4 separate regions of the Mus musculus genome follow, and all the other regions are linked to region 2. Evidence: chromatin contacts called from public ChIA-PET, HiChIP or PLAC-seq and promoter capture Hi-C data. All regions are on one chromosome and are shown on one strand. The core of a region is the stretch at or near the end of the contact, and the rest is flanking DNA. Distances in the headings are between cores, read along the strand shown.

What was found. Promoter capture Hi-C pulls out the DNA fragments that hold promoters and counts their contacts. ChIA-PET counts read pairs in DNA pulled down with a chosen protein or histone mark. HiChIP or PLAC-seq counts read pairs in DNA pulled down with a chosen protein or histone mark.
Region 1: a FOXA1 HiChIP or PLAC-seq map of pancreatic cancer cells shows a contact between it and region 2. The contact joins two enhancer-like sites. A contact is called at or near these places in 1 of 15 datasets of contacts at CTCF or cohesin (the NIH/3T3 cell line) and 1 of 115 datasets of contacts at active chromatin or transcription factors (pancreatic cancer cells).
Region 3: a contact with region 2 is called in an RNA polymerase II ChIA-PET map of memory CD8 T cells, with 98 read pairs. The contact joins two enhancer-like sites. A contact is called at or near these places in 2 of 39 promoter capture datasets (erythroid cells and neural stem cells), 1 of 15 datasets of contacts at CTCF or cohesin (the NIH/3T3 cell line), 15 of 484 Hi-C or Micro-C datasets (CD4 T cells, CD8 T cells, the MNK3 cell line and 9 more), 27 of 115 datasets of contacts at active chromatin or transcription factors (the 230-238 cell line, the HPC-7 cell line, the SCID.adh cell line and 21 more) and 2 of 9 other capture datasets (adipose tissue and liver).
Region 4: a contact with region 2 is called in a promoter capture Hi-C map of pre-B cells, with 4 times the contacts expected there. The contact joins the promoter of Mfsd4b1 here to the enhancer-like site in region 2. A contact is called at or near these places in 3 of 39 promoter capture datasets (the 3T3-L1 cell line, hippocampal neurons and pre-B cells), 3 of 115 datasets of contacts at active chromatin or transcription factors (T-cell acute lymphoblastic leukemia, double positive thymocytes and memory CD8 T cells) and 2 of 9 other capture datasets (adipose tissue and liver).

What each region holds. Positions count from the first base shown.
Region 1 is chr10:40,093,046-40,096,472 of GRCm38.p6, forward strand. All of the region lies in intron 1 of Slc16a10 (solute carrier family 16 (monocarboxylic acid transporters), member 10), which reads right to left. Among named protein-coding and RNA genes, the nearest start is that of Gm25613, 15 kb to the right of the region's middle. Within about 2 kb of position 1,851, at least 70 of the 459 cell types and tissues checked have an H3K27ac peak or open chromatin away from gene starts, as enhancers often do. A contact at or near this core is called in pancreatic cancer cells, where this site is marked.
Region 2 is chr10:40,526,202-40,529,179 of GRCm38.p6, forward strand. No RefSeq gene overlaps it. Among named protein-coding and RNA genes, the nearest start is that of Slc22a16, 43 kb to the right of the region's middle. Within about 2 kb of position 1,625, at least 118 of the 459 cell types and tissues checked have an H3K27ac peak or open chromatin away from gene starts, as enhancers often do. A contact at or near this core is called in CD8 T cells, the HPC-7 cell line, the SCID.adh cell line and 9 more, where this site is marked.
Region 3 is chr10:40,231,277-40,234,316 of GRCm38.p6, forward strand. It overlaps Rpf2 (ribosome production factor 2 homolog), which reads right to left. Exons shown (of 10, transcript NM_023323.3): 7 at 1,832-1,931. Among named protein-coding and RNA genes, the nearest start is that of Rpf2, 14 kb to the right of the region's middle. Within about 2 kb of position 1,380, at least 58 of the 459 cell types and tissues checked have an H3K27ac peak or open chromatin away from gene starts, as enhancers often do. A contact at or near this core is called in CD8 T cells, the HPC-7 cell line, the SCID.adh cell line and 5 more, where this site is marked.
Region 4 is chr10:40,023,461-40,026,918 of GRCm38.p6, forward strand. Mfsd4b1 (major facilitator superfamily domain containing 4B1) reads right to left here and starts at 1,808. Exons shown (of 4, transcript NM_144821.4): 1 at 1,433-1,808. The coding sequence starts at 1,456.

The sequences.
Region 1 (3,427 bases), core at 601-3,100, 430 kb before region 2:
CTCATTTCATGTGGATGGGTGTTTTGTCTGCATGCAGGTCTGTGTACCATGTGCATGCCTGGAGCTGCAGAAGCTATAAAAGGACATCAGATCCCCTGAAACTGGAGTTAGCTGCCATGTGAGTACAGGGAACTGAACCTGTGTCTTCTGGAAAAAGCAGGCAGCAGTCTTAGCCACTAAGCCCCCTCTCCAGCCCCTTGTTTTGTTTTGTTTTGTTTGAGACAAGGTTTCACTGTTTAACCCTGGCTAGCCTAGAAGTCACTATGCAATCCTAGTGGCCTTAAACTTGTGCTGAGACCCTCAACTGTTTTTGCCTTGCAAATGCTGGAATTACAAATGTGGTCCCAAAAACCAGAGAATTTTGAACAGATTATTTGGGGCAGAAGTCAAGTAAGCTAGAAACAATCTCAAGGTATTGCTAGGTTTGACCACTACTTGCTGGAAAGAACTCCTTTCAACAGAGCCGAGAAATATAACAAATACTTTTTCTGAAAAAGATACCTCACATTTATAATTTTGGATGTTATAAAATTTAAAAAGCAACACAGTATGTTGTGATAGTATGGAAAGCACAAATAGGAACCCAAAGAACAAATTAAAAACAACTATCCTGATATTGTGCAAGTAGAGATTTGTAACACAAGAACCTTCCTCATCCATTGACCTCTGACCCAGTCAGGACCTCTTCCATCAGAGCCAAAGCAGGAACTGTCCCCAAAGTCTCAGTGGCTGCTCTGGGGTAAAGGCCTAGCCTTTGGTAGAAGAAGCTAAGTCTGCTTAAGAAGCCCCACTGGGCTTCTGCTGTCTTTCTTAGTGACCTGTCCTCAGGGGCTCCAAATTCTATTCTTATCAATAACATAAACATACCAGGCAAGGCCTGGAAGAAGGGTTTGCAGCTGACCAGCTCACTTCTAACTCATACCAGCCTCTTCCTTAAATGAAGAGGGAGATACTGATGTCCACTAATGTTGGTTATGACAACTGTAATGGTTTTACAGCTTTTGGGGGGGTGGGAAGGTTAGAGACAGGGTTTCTCTGTGTGGCCCTGGATATCCTGGAAGTAGATCTATAGAGCAAGCTGGACTCGAACTCAGAGATCTGTCTGCTTCTGCCTCCCCATTGCTAAGATTAACGGTGTGTGCTACCACTGACTAGCTGACAATTGGAATTTATTTAATGCACATGATGTCAGACAGAGTCAAGATGCTTTCTATTACCTATCTTAGCCTGTGTTGTGTTGCAATGACAGGAAAACATGCACTAGCTGCCAGGGCATATACTAGAGGGAGACTGTGTCTCCAAACCCTAACAGATGAACTCAGGGGAATAAACACGAACCATAACATTAAGCCATTTAAGTCATTTAAAGAGGTACCTGCCCAGATGAGAAAACATTCACACAAACGTTGAGTATAGTGAGGCTGGAATTTGAGTAGAGTACCTCATTTAGTGTATGTTAAATTACCTTTTAACTGATTTAACCAAACACCTTCACACAGCCCAATTAAGATAATGTGATAGATTCCGTTGAAGGATATCTGTAGAGAAAGTCTAAGTTTAAAAATCCAAAATATAACCATATAGGCATATTATTTAAAAAATACAAAAATAAGAAATATGAAGATAAGCATGAGAAATAAATGAGTTAAAAGCTGTTGCCTTTGTAATAGGACTTCTGGAGAAAGCAGCAAGGCATAGGCTCTCTAGAAACCTGATCCTTTTTTACTACAAGTACATACAATCACTAATCCTATAAAGTAACTTATCAGGGGGAGAGAGGGCTCTGTGGCTAAGAGCAGTTACTGCTCTCTCAGAGGACTGGATGTATAATCCAGCACCCCGCACTGAGTGATTCACAAATGTCTCCAGCTCCAAGGAATCCAACCCCACCCTCTGGGGTGCGATGAGCTCATGCTCACATGCACACACACAAAATCAACATTTTGTAAAGAAACCTGTCATCAATGGTAGTGAACCAATCAAGGCCTATGACTAAGTCTCTAAAATCACATGAACACAGCAGTACAACTACCTAACAAATAACACAAAGAGAGCACTACTCTTCAGGGTCATAAAAATATAGCTCATGATTGGAAACTGTGATCAAAATGCCTAGGAACAGATTGAATTTGTAGATCAACTATACAAGACACAGGCAGATTCCTTGAGACAAATCAAAGCATAGCTTCCCCTGGCTGGGGCAGACGTGTGCCCCTAGCTGGTCTGCCTGGGCCACAATCACATTAATCTTTAATTAATAGATTGCTTTGTGGAATTTCAGAACGCCATAAAGTTTATCTTGCTATCCCTACATGTGTGGCTTTAAAAGTTGAAAATGAATATTCTACCTTGCCAGCCATGGAACAATAAAGACTAACTGAGGTTACTTGAGCTACACTGTTCTCCCATTCAAGAGAAAGGTGAAGGCTGGTGATTACTTTAAAGGGTTTACTTGAGTACAAGTAATTTAAGTAGGTCAGGACAAATTCCAAGGTAAACTTCCTGTTATTCTCAAACCACTGTCCCTTCTGCATCCCAGCAGAGCTACGTAACATTTATTAAGTGTTCATTATGTACCGAGCCCTACTTCAGAGCTTTATATGCGTTTGTATCTGTATTTATAGTTATTATATGTGTTTAATCCTTACAACTCTCTTCTGGGGACCTGGAGCCCCGTGCATGCTAGGCAAGTACTCTACCACTGAGCTACACCACAGCCCCAACCAAGGCTTTGCTTGAGTCAGGGTCTCACTCTCAGTCTGCTTCATTGTCACTGAAATGACCAAGCTGGCCTCAAACTTGTGATTCTCCTGTCTCTGTGTAAGTGCTAGGATTATAGACCTGTGTCCTCCACCCCAGCTCTCACAACAATCCATGTCAAAGTATTCTAACCTCCATGGAGATGATGAAACTGAGGCAAAGCATGTGTTAAGTAACTTGCCCAAGACCACAAAAACTAGAAGCAAGGGATTTACTAGTCTGGAATCATATGCTACCCATCAGAGGCAGCCACCTTCTATAAAAGGTCACAATAAACCTCTGGAGACACTCTTAGGTCTCTTCCTAAAATAGACATGCACAAACAAGTCTTAATTAAGAAAATGCCAACCCAAACAGCAAGTTTCTATCTAACAGATTTCTATCTTAGTGAATCAAATGTCTAGGGATTGCTGGCCTCTCAAATAGCCAACGCTTCTGTCCTAAATATCAGCTATCCAACTATGCTCTGGTAACAACCTTCCTTCTCACAGTAAGCTATCAGGAAGTACCACTGAGTTGCAGGAAACTAAGCCATTTAAAGGGCCAAGATAAAACAAACTACCTGGGCAGGCTGGAGTCAAGCCACACACACACACACACACACACACACACACACACACACACACACACACACATTCTTCTTAACAGTAGATATAAAATCAGAAAC
Region 2 (2,978 bases), core at 375-2,874:
CCTTCACAGACCCTCAAGTTCTTTGTATTCTCGTAAGCACTTTGGTCTGCCTCCAGGTTGTTTGTAATACAGGATACAGGGTAAATGGGAGGGTCCAGGCAGCACCACTCCAGGAAAAGTGACAAGAAGCCAAATACAGTCAGAGGCAGGGTTTCCTCCTCCGTAGGTTTTCATTCTACCGTGGGGTCCATGTACAGACAGGGCAGGGTAACTGTGCTTCTCTTCATCGTTACATTACTGCTTTTTGGCTTCGACTGTGGGCAAGATCTGTGGCTTGCTGCTAGGCAGAATGCTGTACAGCGGATGGCTGCACCGGTGATTACATGACTGTTACATAAGAAACTGTGCCCATCTAGCTGGAGAATCTGGCTTTGTGGCATCAAGAGATCACATGTCTAGGAGCTTGATGGCAGCCATTGAGACTCCAAGCAGAGGAGCCTGGCCCATGGGAATCGGGAGATAATAAATGTGGGCTGTGTCAAGGCACAAGGCACTGATTATAACATTATCGCTCAGAAATTAACAGGCAGAGCAGTTATCTTTAAATTTTTTAGATTTGGGACTGCTGAGATGGCTCAGTAGAGGCGATTTCCCTGGTGACCTGAGTTCCATCCCCAGGACCCAAGGAGAGAACGGATTCTGCCCAATTGTCCTTTGACACACCCTCCCGTCACACACACCAATAATTATACATTTTTAAAAGTTACAGACTTATAAAATCTGACTCTTGTGTTTAAGTCACTGGCTGCTTTCTAGTTAATCTTTACAGACAATGTGAGGATGGGAGGCAAGATTCTCTCTTCCTCCTCCTCTTCCTCCTTCTCTTTTGAAACAGTGAATCTCTATGTAGTCCTGTCCAGTCACTCCAATCCGGCCCCCAAAAGTTCCGGACTACTCTTGGTGCAGATCTATCACAGCTTTCTTTTGCCCTGTGGTCCCTAGCTGAAAGCCATCAGTGACTTCCCACCTTTAGCTTCCTCAGTCCTGAGTCACTTGTCCCCAGGACTGGCAATTTCCTGGGACACACACCACACTCTGAGAGGTCAGAGGAAGATCCTGTTTAGACTAGGTGAGAGGTGAGCCATCATTCTTTGTGGGTAACAGCGCCTCTCTGTAAGTGTGCCATGGTCTTCCCAGGGAGTTCTGGTCTCTCTAAAAAAAATGTAAGGTTTGGCTGCACACTTCAGTCTGAATGTTACAACTTCAGGTAATTTCAGGTAGACTTTCCAGTTACTCTTTAGAAAGTGATGCCGGGGAAGGTAGTCCACAACACTGCTAGTACAGCGAGTACAAATATTGCTACCATCTTCTTCCCAGGACAGCTGAGTTCTAGATTCTTCTGAAGGCTACAGAAGTCTATCTGCAGTGCAGTCGCAGGACACAGGACTGCCTTGTCCTGAGTGGCAGGGAAAATCGAGGAATGTTGAGGGACAAGGACCCTGCCCCCTCAGCAACATTTTCTGAGTACCTTCTGTATGTGGGTGTGGTTTCTATGAGTTCAGAACCCACTTCCGGTGGGGGCTTCCAGGCTGCAGAAGAAAAGCGGGACATCGGACATGGTATTGCCCTGGGGCAGCTTTGTGCAGAAGGTTGCTATGAACACAGGAAGTGCTGCTGACACACAGTTGCCCTTGCAGAGAGGACTGAAGGCACACGTGAGCAGGCGACCAGCACATTCTTTCAGAGTTAATAAAGTGGCTAGAAAAAACGAGGTCTCCCACATTTTGTATTTCTGTAAAGAAAAAAGGTGATAGTGTGGATCATTTTACAACTGTTTGGGACACTTTTTGTTAAAATAAAAGTTACAGTATATGCGTATGCACCCTGCTCTTATGCAGTTCTGTTTTACCAGCCAGCAGCACAGACCCAATAGGAAAATTTTAAGTTGGTAATGTATTTTTTAAATGGCTGATAAAAACAATAATTAAAAGGGTAGGGCTCAAGGGCTGGGGCAGGGGGTGGTAAGGTACTTGATCTTCAAGCACAAGGACAGGAGTTCTAATGCCCACTACTCATGTAAAAGCTGGGTGTAGCTATGTGGGTCTGTAACTGCAGCCCCTGGCATTGACAGAGGCAGAGACAGGTGGATTCTGTGGACTTGTCTGCTGTGGGACTGTGATAGGCAGTCTATTTTGGTTGAATGGGGCTTGCTTCAGCAACCCAGTAGGAAACTCTACAAGGGATGGAAAAGCAAGCCATGTTCCCAGAATTTGGTGCCTGAAACCACAGAGCCTCCAACTCCATAAAATTCTGTGACTACCAATCACACAGACAATGCCCCAAGCTTCTGGCATTCTGGCTAGACTCCACCCCAACAGTTACCTGACTATAGCCAGGTATGCTCCTCCCCACAGTTACACAGTGATAGCCCAGCCCACTATAAGAGGGGCTGCTTGGTCCCTCCTTGCTCTCTTTAAGCTTTCACCTTTCTTACTCTCTTCTCTAGCCCTCTTTCTCTCCCCCCCCCGCCACCCCCCCCCCCCGCATGTGTCCATGGCCAGCCTCTCTCTTTCTACCTTTTCTCCTTCCCCCTGCCTTCTACAATAAAGCTCTAAAACCATAGACTTGTCTCTGCTCATCAAGGCCTGCCGTGCTTGAACGATCGGATAGGCTTTCTCCTAATGAGCCATGTCTAAACTCCCGCTGGACAGTCTTCCTGCACTCCAGCCCATGTGGGAACCATCAAGCGCCTTCTCCCCTTGCCCTCTGCTCACTTCGGCCCTGGGGCTCAGGGCTGTCCCGGGGTCCTTATTCTGTTCTCAGCTCTTCTGAGGTTTCCATTGGTGTATGGGATACCCGAAGCTGGGAACCTGGTGCCTAGGACTGCCCCTTGTCCACCACCCACAGAGCTGGGGTCCATGGCTTCACACAGCTAGACACTCACCCAGGGCTGCGTGGAAAGCGTGCGGCAGTCCTCCCTCATCTGCCCACCCAGAGCACCGGAACTCTGATGGGACACGGGCTCTCTCCCACTCCCC
Region 3 (3,040 bases), core at 130-2,629, 300 kb before region 2:
ACAGGTTTCCTAGAGAAGAACCCGAGAGAGTGCTAGGAATGTGGTAAGGAAGGATGAAGCTAGCTGGGATGGCAGCCTTCCTCTTAGCACGCTGAAGAATATAAGGCCAGTGTGAGCTACAGCAAGAAGCTGCCTAAACCAACCAATAAACACACACAAAGCGTGACTCCAGAAAACGTAAGAGGAACAGTTACAGCTAACTTACTTTCTGTCTTTCCTTCCTTGCCTGCTTGCTTGCTTTTTGTTTTTCAACAGGGTTTCTCTGGGAAGGGTTTGTTGGATGTCCTAGAGCTCACTCTGTAGACCAGACTGGCTTCAAACCCAGAGATCTGCCTGCCTACAGGAATGGTCCACCACTGCCCAGCTGTAACATATTTTCAACAAACCAGTTCTTTAAAGAAGAAATTGGGGGTCTGAAGAAATGGCTCCCATAGTAAGATCATAACTCTACCAGAGGACCTGGGTTTGATTCCCAGCACCTGCATGGCTGCTCCCATCTGTCTGTAATTCCATTCCCAGGGTATCTGATGTTGTACTCTTTGGCCTCCACCAGCATGAGACATGTATATAATGCACAAACATACATGCAGACAAAACACCCACAAATTATATAAAACAATCTTTTAAAAGATACTAAAGAAAACAAGTTACAATAAACTGACTCACTAAGTTATTATAAGCTAACTCACTCCCTACTGTGCTTTGCAGATAACATTTTAAAAGCATGTTATACGGTACTTATATTATGAAGGGCATTATATACAAAACTTTGGGATTTCAGAGTTGGGAATTAATGATATTTTACAATCTTAAGTTTTAACTGACCACAGATTTCTAAATGTAACTCCACAATGCCAGTTATGAGGGCATAGGGCTGCGCTCTACACAAGGCTTTAGAACAAACAGACTTGAGATTCCTATACCACCAAACTCATCACAGCTGTGAGACGGCTCAGCAGGCTACAATGCTTGCCACCAAGCCAACCTGTATTTAATCCCTGTGACCCATATGGTGGAGTACCAACTCAACATGAGCGTGCCCCAGCCCCCACATACAAACAAAAATGTAATTAAAAAAACAAACAAACAAAAAACCAATACCCTACAAAGTCTAGCATCCCATTAACTAGGAAATAACTAAGTACTTTCTGGCTGGGAAAATGACAGATAGGGTTGGGCACAGGTGCAGTCCTGTGATCCCAGGACTCAGAAGGCAGAGATCAGAAACGGAGCTGTGGAAGGAGTGTGGAGAGGCTGGGCCTGCCCAGGTAGAGGAGCCCTAGACACCACACGCAGAGCTTGCCAGGCCACTCTAGAACAAGTTTAGAAGACGACAACGCTGAGAGCTTTCAGCAGGAACACAGATTGTCCACGGTACAGGAAGTGGGCAGGAGGCCGTTAGCATGACAGCTGACAGCCAGGCAGGCTGCTCTGCCCTCAGAACCTGAGTGAGGGGGAGCAATGAAGAACTATCTTGCTTGGTGGAGAGGCTTTAAGACAAGAGAATGAGGTGGAGTGGCATGGCCCCTTAGCCCCGGCATTCAGGAAGAGAGGCAGTTAGTTCCCTGAGTTTGAGGCCAGCCTGGTCTCAACAAACTATAGAGTTCCAGGACAGCCAGGATGCAGAGAAATCCAGTCTTAAAACAAACAAACAAAGCGAGAAACAAAAGCAAAAAATACCACTCATCCAGAGTCCAGGGAGAAGGAGCATAAAGATATGATGAGAGTTTACAGTCTGCTCAGAAAAACAATGTGAACAAGATTAACCACACAGAAAAGGCAGATCTCAAAAACAGCAATTGTTAACAAGGTGAGTTCTACTAGCACTTACCAATAAGAAGATTTTTTAATCTTCTGAAGTCTTCTGTTACATCAAAATCATCACCAGCAAATATCAACATCGGTTTTGTTCCCTCGGGGCACTTACTAGTCTATGAGATTAAAGACAAAACAAACAAGTGTAATTATATAAGTACCAAAATCTAGAGAATCTATGCTATTTTTAAGATAGTCAATATGTATTAAAACAATCTCAAAATTTTTACACATATGCTATCTCATTCTTGTTGCTACATCCACAACTGAGGATCAAGACAGTAACTGATCCGGTAAATCAGTGTCACGTTATGCCTTGAATCCACACGTCCATCCAGTGTGAGACCTTTGAGCTTTGGAAGCAGGAGTTGCTGACCACACAGGGAGTTGGTAAAAGCCTTTTTCCAACCCACAGGAAAAGGACATTTAGTTATACTAGACCTTCAAGGTCTGTCCCCTTTTTAGAGGAGAGCTGAAGAGATGAACAATATGCATATACTATAACACAATATTATAATATATAATATAGTATACTATAATTTAACACATATCACAAGCCTTGAAAATGCACCAGCTCAGCTGGGCACAGTGCATCATGCCTGTCACCCCAGCACTTTTGGGAAGTAGAAGCAGAAAGATCAGAAGTTCAAACTCAGCCCTGGTCACATAGCAAGTCTGAATCCAGCCTGGGTTAATTAAAACCCTTCTTAATGCAGGCAACACACAAAACCCCCACTGAGTTATATAACTTTCCATTACACACACTATTTTTTCTCTCTATGCTCTTAAACCTAATCTTGAGTTTTACCTACCACATGTATGTTACCATATGTTAAACAATGAAACCCCTTTGGGCTTCAATCACCCAATGTAAATGGAAAACTGGGCCTGATGGCGGTCAGATGACGGGCCTTTAATCCCAGCACTTGGATGGCAGAGGTAGGGAGCTCCAGGACAGCCAAAGCTCATAGTGAGCCCTGTCTCAAAAACAGAGACAAACAGAAACCCCACCAGCCAGGGAAACTGCCTTGATCTCACACCTGTAAGGTGACGGCAACGTTTGACAGGACAATCTGAAGTGACACTCTTGCAGCCTTTCTAGGCTGTCTTACCACACCTTGCTACTTCCTACTTCACAATCCTATTCAAACAAGTAGTACACTGTAGGTTCCCAAGGGAGGTTATGCTAGTAATTTGGCAACTAATAACCAAAACAATATAGGGG
Region 4 (3,458 bases), core at 558-3,057, 500 kb before region 2:
ATACTGTATTACCTCAAGAGTCATGAATGTTTTTCTGTACCCATAGAAACTTATGTAACAAAACATGAGGAAAGCTTAAAGAACTATGAAAAATAACCTGCCATTGACATTTTCAATTCCACAAATGGACCAAATAGAAAGAGACTCTTGGGTAGGACACTGTAACTGACCTTAACGTCAACAAACTACAAACTAAGACAAAGTTCAGGAGAAAGGGACTGAGCAGACAGGCACTCAGCCCACTAGGCTGCCACTGCCCAGAAATGGGCAACAGTGATAACTGACCTACTATCAAAATCTGCTCCTTCTGAACTTGACTTTCTTGTTCTGTCTTTAAGTCCTGACTCAGATGTTCCTGCAACATCACTTTGTATAAAGAAGAAGCAAAAATGAACTTTTCCAGCTTTTTCTTTTTAATAGGAGTAACAAGACCTACAGGCTAATAAATTGGAACTTAGAAGAAATCCCTTAACTAAAGCTTCTAATTGACTTACATTTCAAGAACTACCGATTCTAATTGTACCATTGTGCTCCAAAGTTAATTGTGCACCTTACCTAGACAGCATTGGTACGAACCAGAGTGAGCGCAGGTTCGCAATAAGTAGCTCACACACGAAGAGTGAAAACACTTCACGTCTTCCAAAGACTCAAAACCCAGCCCAGGGAGCGAGCGCTCAGTAAGCATCTGCAGGGATTTCTTTATCCCGTCCCATTAGTACAATCTAAGAAATGAGTGTGGCTCAGAGTCTAGAAGAGAGTAAGCTATTCTCCTCTGGGGACTCACCCTCTCGACCCTGTTGGCCTACAACCATGAAGTGATAGGGAATGGGGAGCTTTGCCACAAACACTGAATTGGGGGTAGCTCCAGGATCTGTAAAAAGCGCATACAGCCTTGTACTTTGCTCCATGAAAATCACTTATACAATGGAAGTTAGTTTGAAGAGGGCTGTACCAGAGTAAGGGCTGCGCTTGACTCAACCGCTTAAACATTTGTATGAACAAGAAAAAGTCATTTTGCTCTTGCCATTATATCTGTAAAATCTGTAAAAATCAAGCAGTTGGTGTAATTTAATCAAGCCACTAGAAAGAGAGCCCCCACCCCAGCCAAGTATTTCTCTGTATAATAATTAAGGTGTAGGGGACAGTGGCTACAGATCCTGGCATTCTCTTTTTTTGTCTCCCTAGTACTAAGAGGAGCCCTACAAAGATAGATTGTAGGGGGAAATCATGTTAGGCAAAAATCACCCGCGCTCTTGACAGTGACCCTCGGTGATTAGAATAGTGCCTATGTGTTAAGCGGATGAAACTGAAGCCCCAGCGATCAAGGTCACACAACATGCAGGCAGCGAATGTGAGAGTCCAGCTGGGAAGGGCAGGTCCCCTGCAGGAGGCTCGCGCCCCAGCCTGGGAGGGGTGCAGCCTCGGCTCTCACCAGCCCCAGGAAGGCGGCATACATGACCGCGGTGGAGAACCAGCGCAGCACGCTCCTGGTCCGGCCACTCCGCCGGGAAGCCACCGTGGCCTGCTCGCTCTCCGCCCGGGTCTCCGCCTGGTGGAGCCTCTGTGCCGCAGCCACCGGCCCGACGCTCCCGGTCTTCACGTCCAGCTCCAGCTTGGCGGCTGCGGAGAGCTACTGGGGGCCGGTGCACCCTCTGGGGCTCGGCACTCAGGCTCCTCCAGTCTCCGAGGTCCCTCCTGATAGCACTGTCCCCAGGGACCGTCCTGACTCAAGACCTCCGGCGGCTGGACTTCGACCCTGGCCCCAGCTGGCCACCGAGTTATGTTCACTCTCCATCTTGCAGAATCGTGGCGGTTCCCGTGACAGAGTCAGGCCACTAGCCAACCTGGAGTCAAACCGGAAGTCATGGTGGTTGCCTAGGAAACGGAGCTCAGCGCGTGTTAGAGCTGCTACTGCAGCCTAGCTACTGCTTCTATAAAGTGTGCTGCTAACTCTTGAGGGAACACGCCAGTGCTAGCTGGGAGGTCGTCTTTACACGCCCCACCCCTACCCTCCGTCCACACCTGAGCTTTCCAGGTCTTTTATTCAACTTTCAGGCTAGTGATACCTGCTGAAGCTCCGGAATAGGCTCCTGGAGCCACATCAATCCTCCCCACGCTCCTTTCTCACCTTAGCCCGGGTGTCCAGAGAGAATCCAAGCACAGAGAGAACATACAGTTCCCCAAGATCAGTCAGCAATCACGGGCCTAGTCAACGGCCAAATAGCTCAAGACACATGTGTGGGTTCAAATTTGTGGTTTCAAAAGCACGGCAGTTCAAATTTCCACAAATGATTAGAGCCTGGCAATGCCTGAGAAAGGCTGTACAGCTGTCGGGATTTGTTCCGTTTGCTATACTCAAGTTACACAACAATGTAACTTTATCATCTATCTGAAAAATGCTCTTTCCACCTGAAAACCTCCTTGATCTCTGTATTACTGATCACTTATACCGAGAAAAACATTCTTTCATAAGATGGTCAAGAAGAAAGCTGGAAGAATGTTTTGTTTTGTTTAAAACAAACAAACAAAATCAACCATGTTCCTGTAAATTATCCACTTGGAGAAAACCTGACTTCTGTTAAAGGTTGCTTATTATCTGATAAATTTTAATTTTAATTACAGAACAAGTCATTATGTTTAATGGCATTTTAAAAAGGCTAAAAGTTTGTAATCTGTGATGTCATTTAATCTAGTAGATATTGACATACCAGAACATGCTGACCACTCAGGTCACTGAGAAAATCAGGAAAATAAAAAATACGACAAAAAGACAAAATGTTACTGGCCTGTAAAAGAAACATTTATTTCCTCATGATGGGATGGGATGAAAAGAGAGCCATACACAGCTGTGCGAATACACAGCTTGGGCTGAGCCCACGGATTTCCGTTCTCTGTTCTATGTATCCCTAGCCCTAGGCCTGGAAACTTTTAGCCTAGATACAATCTAATCTAGAATGCTTTAGATTTGCTGCTGCATAAACTCACCCTTTCCAGTTCTTTCTGAACTCTGGCTGGCTGGTTCAACTCAGCTCTTCTGGCTCAAACTCCTCTCCAAGCTGACTGATTCAATCTGGCTTCTCTCAGCTTCCCACTGATTCGCTCTGCTTGGCCTCTAACAATTTGGCAATTTGTTCTAATCTTCTGGCTCCTTATTTTCTGGCTCTGCTGGCCTGCATGCACTGCACAAATGGAACGGAACTCATGAATGAACTCTGCTGAACTCAACTGCACTGCAGGAGTTGAACGGACTAAGCTGATTCACTCCCTCTGGCCCAGCCCCAGTCTCTTCGATGCTCCTTTCCTGTCAGTTGGGTGCATCCTATCTCTGGCTCATTCTGTCAACTCTTTCTCTGATTCATCACTTTGTCTGTCCCTCAAGTAGATGTCATTGATTGGGATTAAAGGTGTGCACTAAAGACAGGTTTGTATTCCGGTCAGAGGGATTAAAAGTGTGTCCT